Linked DNA regions of Macaca mulatta: region 2 is linked to region 1. Evidence: chromatin contacts called from public Hi-C data. All regions are on one chromosome and are shown on one strand. Each heading gives the region's core, a stretch centred on a gene start, on an enhancer-like site or on the middle of the called end of the contact. The rest is flanking DNA. Distances are from core to core; before and after follow the strand shown. Region 1 holds the start of CCNG2 (cyclin G2). Region 2 holds the start of CCNI (cyclin I).

Region 1 (2,690 bases), core at 89-2,588:
CCAAATCCTTCATCTGCAGCAAAGACACCACACAGAGAATGTAATCTGGAGGTAAGAGGGGTGGGGAAGCGGGATAGAAAGGGCTGAGGCCAGTACCTCCAGCAAGGATCGCCTCCACACACCCGGACAAGGAGCGGGGGGAGGGACCAGTCACGTCCTCCAGAGCCCTGGGGCAATCCCCACCACGGCCAGGGAGGTGTGGCAGGGGGAGGAGCCGTGGTCAGGTCCGCCGGCCAGCGCTGGGTAAGACCTGCCAGCCCTGGCCTCTCGGCGTTTCACAAACAGGAAACTGTCCGCGGGCGCCGGCGTCCCCTCGGTCTGCCCCACCTGAAGTCGCACCGGGGAGGGCCTTCTGCCCAGGGGACTGCAGTGAGGCCAGCGACTGCAGCGGGTCCCGGGGATGGGGCGTTGCACAATAGGGGGGAGGGGAGGGAAAGTCTCGCGACTGAACAAAGAAGCGGAGGGAGGAGACTCCCGAGCCCCGCCCGCCCGGGGCGCCCAGCTGCAGAAGCCCCTCTCGGAGAGTCCAGCCCCCAGCTTTTCCCATCCGCTGCTGCAGCACCGATTCCGGACTTACCCGAGAGGCGGACACCCGTGTCCCAGGAGCCGTGGGGTGGCGCGGCACACCCGGCTGCGGTCCGGGGACAGAAATCCAGTCCAGTCTAGCCCGCCCCGCGCCCGACCGGACAACACCCATCCTCTCACTGATGCTGGGGCCCTGCAACTCTGCAGAGCCCCGGGGCTGTCAATCCAAGAAGCACCACCCCAGCGAGCCCCCGTGACAACACGAGTGGGGGCGGGGGGCACCGAGGCGGAGACTGCCCTTAGCCTAGTCGCCCCCTCCGTCCACCCCACCAGCATCTATCTGTCCGTCGCGGGCGCCAGCTCCCCCCAGGGCTGGGGCTGAGGACAGCACCCTGGTCGCTCCAGCGGATGAGGGGCAGGCAGCACCGAGACACTCGGATGATACCAACCTCCCCGCAGCCCACAGTCCCCACCACGAACAAAGAAACCCACGGCGCCCCTGGCCGGGCCCACTCACCGTGCCGGAGACGCGCCTCCACCCGCCCGCGGTCTCACGGTCCGCAGGGACTGGGTGCAGCGGGGACTTCCGAACCTGTCTCGCAGGTCGGGGACCCCACTGCCTCAGCGGTGCCCCCGGCCCGGCATCCGACCCTTCTTCCCAGGCACCGCCGCCTCGGCCTCACAGCCCCGGCTCCATCCCGCTCCCCACGCGCCCACCCTCCACCCGGGCGCAACGACGGCCGCCGGAGACCAGCCTGCCGCCGCACCTCCGCCGCCTCAATAGAGGCCTCAGTGAGCCTCCTGTTTTTGTTGTGAGTTTCGACGCCCCCAAGGGGGCGGGGCACGTGACTCCCCGCGGAGGGATCCTGCACTTCCTCCACGGACTTTAAAAAGAGTCCCGCCCCTAAGCCGCTGTCTCCAGCCTCTCTCGCTGCCTCCCTAGCTCTCCTTGGCTTCGCCAAGCCAGTCCTCCCGCCCGGCGCCACGGCGGAGGGCGGAATCTGGGCGTCGGGCTTATTCCCGGATTGATTCGGCTTTGGGAACAGGGGAAGACTGAGGAGCGGAAGGAGATCGTTTCTAGTCTCATTACGCATTTTAAAGGTCCCCGATTTGTTTTGTTTTCGCTGTTTTGAAAAGTCCGCCCAAAGTAGCCGGCTCTCTGATTGGATGCGGGTGGGGCGAGGGGAATGCTGAGGACCTGATTCACCCTCGAATCTGGATTGGCTAATTTATCAGTCTTGGAGCCCTCTGATTGGCTTTCTCTGTATCCTGAGCCTCTCTCTGCCTTGGGGCCTTAGCAACTCCAGGGTCTGAATTGCGCATGCCTGGGTGGGCAGCGGGGAAGGTTTTCAGTTACCTGCCCTGAGGGACTGCCTTCTCTCCTGGCTGCGTCCGCCCTTCTCAGGGGAATGTCACGCTCGCGGCGTTTCTCCAGAGCTAACCTTTGTGACAGCCCTTTCAGCCACGGGAGAGTTTTCTACGTTCCTTCTTTGTTTTGTCTTGCCGTTCCATTTTGCAATAACCCACCAAATTATTATAACATTGTCGGGGCGTCTACTAAAATATTCAATAAATGCTACAAGTTTGGATGTTTGTTTTAAAATTTTCCAATCCAAGAGGAAAAAAAAGTGGAGAAGACAGGTGAAACAAGATAGGCAAAAAGTTGAGGGTCGAAGCTGGGTGATGGGTACTCGAGGCTTCATTACACTGTTCGTTCTACTTCTGTGTGTCTTGGAATTTTTCCATAATTAAAAAAAAAATCAGGAGGAACTGAAGGAGGAGTTTTTAATAAAAACTTAGCACGTTGATGAGGGTACGTAAACATCTAATAATTACGGCGTACGTCCAGAGGTTGTAGTTGTGCTGTTGTTTTAATGAAGACTCCCAGAGCTGCTTGGTCCTTGGTAACCCATAAATTATCATTTATTATTCATTATAATTAGCATTGTTGTTATAGGCGACACTTCTCCCAGAACGGGACAAAAAGCAAACCAACCAAGTGCCTTAGGCCAGAGACACTTTCACATGGATATCAATGGGGGATGTGGAACATTTATTTGTTTACTCTCTCACTCCTAAATTAGTAAATACCGTATTCTTGAGTTCTAATCTACATAATCAGCCACTGGGAACAGTTTTCTCTTTTCTGTTCTTCTGTATGTTTT
Region 2 (2,690 bases), core at 116-2,615, 89 kb after region 1:
AAAACAAGTATATGAAAGACAGAAATGGAAAAAAAACGGGACTTCTATAAATGGAGATCTAGCTCTTCCTCTTTCAATACTTTCTGTAATACTACATAGCTTTAAATAATTAAATCAATTAAAATAGCAAAAAGTTACTCTTTGTAGTAACAGAACCCCAAATAAAACCCATTTATGTCACCACACACTCGTTAAGTACCTGGTAATAAAACCTATTCTGAAATACCCAGACGTGTTGGTTAAGTGGATAAAATCCAATTGGCGCATTGCCAAACAGGTTCCTCCCCGTCAGCAGCATAGTTTATAGTTTTTCACAGAGGCCTTAAGCACCCATCATTTGATTCTCCCTCATTTTCCGATTTCTAAAACCCTTTAGAATCTCCCTCCACCCACACGATGTGGCAGCGAGAAAAACCGCAATTCTATTTACACGTCAATGGTAAGAGAACACATAATATTTTGCCAGGTCAACAAATTTGCAAGATCTCCACCCAAGAGAACAGTATCCCCTTTCCAGTGAATCATTCTAAGACGCTGGAGACGAGTAGGGCTAGATAAAACCAAGCTACCCTAAGGCTGGACCAGAGAAGCCGATCGTGAGCTACCTTCCCCCAAGCGCAGCGCTCGGCAGCCTCTTTCTTCCCCAAGCGCATGCGCAGCACACTCCCCGGCCACCACACGCCTCCTCCATGGGGTCGGGAGACGTTGACGTCACCGTGCAGTCTGCAAGCAACCCTTCCGCTCCTTCAAGGAAAATGAGTCCACGGATTTTCTTAGCCCCCAGAAAATGTCCTTCCTCTTTCCATCCCAGTGTCAACGACTTCCCCAGCCCGTCTCCTTTCGGCCGGACTTCTCTGTACTTTCGTTGGACCAGAAAGGCGGAGGGAGGGAAGAGGAAGGGTGAAAGACCAATTCCGTGTTGTTTACAAGGAGTAGGCGAGTCTAGGAATCGGTCCGCGAGGGCGGAGCCGAGGAAGCCGGCACTTCTTCCTTCTTTCCCCTCCCTCCCCAGCCTTCCCCGCGAGCGGACGCGGCAGCGCCTCTGTCTCGCTTTTTCTTATTTTTTCCCCCCTTTCCCCTTTCTTTTTTTTTTTTTTTTTTCTTTTCTTTTCCCCCCTCCCCCCCTTTCACCATTTCCTCTCGGAGGCGCTTTCCCCGGGCAGGGGCAGAGCCGGTCTCACCCCCCCGCCTCTCCCCGGCCCCCGCCGCCCTATGGCTAGAGGGAGCCCCCTCCCCACCCAAGCTCGAGCGGCGGCGGCCTCAGGCCGGGGGTCATCATGGAACTAATTCGCTGACCGACCCAGCACCCGCAGCCGTGCGTCCCGCTCGAGCGCCAGCGCCGGCGCCCCCCGACCCGCTTCCCCCTCTTCTCCCTCCTCAATCGGCCCCGTAGTCCCGCGCGCACCGCCGCCGCGCGCCGATGAGAATGAGGTGGTAACGGGCCCCCGGATGACCCCGCGTCACCACTGTGAGGCCTACAGCTCAGCCGGGGAGGAGGAGGAGGAGGAAGAGGAGGAGAAGGTGAGGGGCGGGGGCGGGGGCGGGGGGCTCGACGCGTCTCCGCGGCCGGCTTACGCGCTGGGGCCTCGCTGCTGCCCCCGCGCTGCCCCATTGGCGGCGCCCGTGGCCGCGCGCTGCTCGCTGGAGACCCGCCCTCCTGCATCCCCCAGCCCGGGGAACCTCGGGGCAGCCCTCTTCGTCCTCTCCGGCCCAAACCGACCCGGCACCTGCCCAGTTGAAAACAGCGCTACTGTGTTCCTTTTCGGGCCAATTTTTCTGTCAGCGAGTAACTTTTTTTGTGGCAGCGGCAAATTAGCTACTCTGTAGTGCGTGTTGGAGGCTTTACGAGCCTGTGTTAATACACAAAGAAGGGGACACACCCCCACCCTCAGGTTGAACGATCCTGCTGGGACACCAGGAAGATTACTAACTTTGCACAGCGGAGTGAATGCCAAATGAATGGGGTGAACCTGCGGTGCTGTGAAATTCGGGGGAGGGCAACGTTACCCAGGGCTTGGTGCGGGTGGGTGGTGGGAATCCGGAGGAGGTGCGATTTGAGTTGTACCCTAAAGGCTCGATTAAATAACTGAAATTTGAAAGGAGGACAAAGAGGCCTCTGCTGGAGCTAGGAGGTTCCGTTACAGATCCTTTTGGCAGAAGTTGACATTTGGGTAGCAAAACAGTGGAATGTGTTTCGGGAGGTAGAATGGATTCAGACTTTGAAGGGGTTTGAACTAAAATATTTATGTTTTATTCTGTCAATGGCGAGCCACTCGACTTAGAGCAGCAGGGTGTTACGGTAATGACGTTAAATAACAACACTTGATGAGGCTGATTATCTGCCAGGCATTCTCCTAAACGGCTTGCAATTCATTTAATCCTCCCAAGGCTGGTAGTAGGAGCCTCATCTTAACAGATGAGGAAAACTGAGACGCCTCAAGATTAAGTAATTTTCTCCTTAGGCAACACGGCTAAAACCCGGTAACCAGAATTAAGCCTAACTCTATGCTGTGTGGTATGTGTCCTGAAAATGAGTTTGTTAACAGTGTTAGCTGCTTCTAGCTTTTCCAGGTCATTTGTGGCAGATGAAATAAAAAGGATTGGACAAATAGATTAAGAAATAATGGACGGAATAGATTTAGATTGGCTAGTCTGGGACCAGAGAATCTCCGAGAGATTCTGAGCCCCTG

Evidence for each region. A called contact is a pair of places that touch in the nucleus more often than the background predicts.
Region 2: a Hi-C map of liver shows a contact between it and region 1, with 3 times the contacts expected there. The contact joins the promoter of CCNI here to the promoter of CCNG2 in region 1. A contact is called at or near these places in 6 of 14 Hi-C or Micro-C datasets (CD4 T cells, blood, cortical neurons and 3 more).

The regions. Positions count from the first base shown.
Region 1 is chr5:56,647,176-56,649,865 of T2T-MMU8v2.0, forward strand. CCNG2 (cyclin G2) reads right to left here and starts at 1,339. Exons shown (of 8, transcript XM_015138467.3): 1 at 97-1,339; 2 at 1-13. The coding sequence starts at 13. It overlaps LOC114678317 (a long non-coding RNA gene), which reads left to right and starts at 1,493. Exons shown (of 2, transcript XR_013417884.1): 1 at 1,493-1,626.
Region 2 is chr5:56,736,213-56,738,902 of T2T-MMU8v2.0, forward strand. It overlaps CCNI (cyclin I), which reads left to right and starts at 1,366. Exons shown (of 7, transcript NM_001195445.1): 1 at 1,366-1,521. LOC144341152 (a long non-coding RNA gene) reads right to left here and starts at 843. Exons shown (of 3, transcript XR_013417888.1): 1 at 606-843.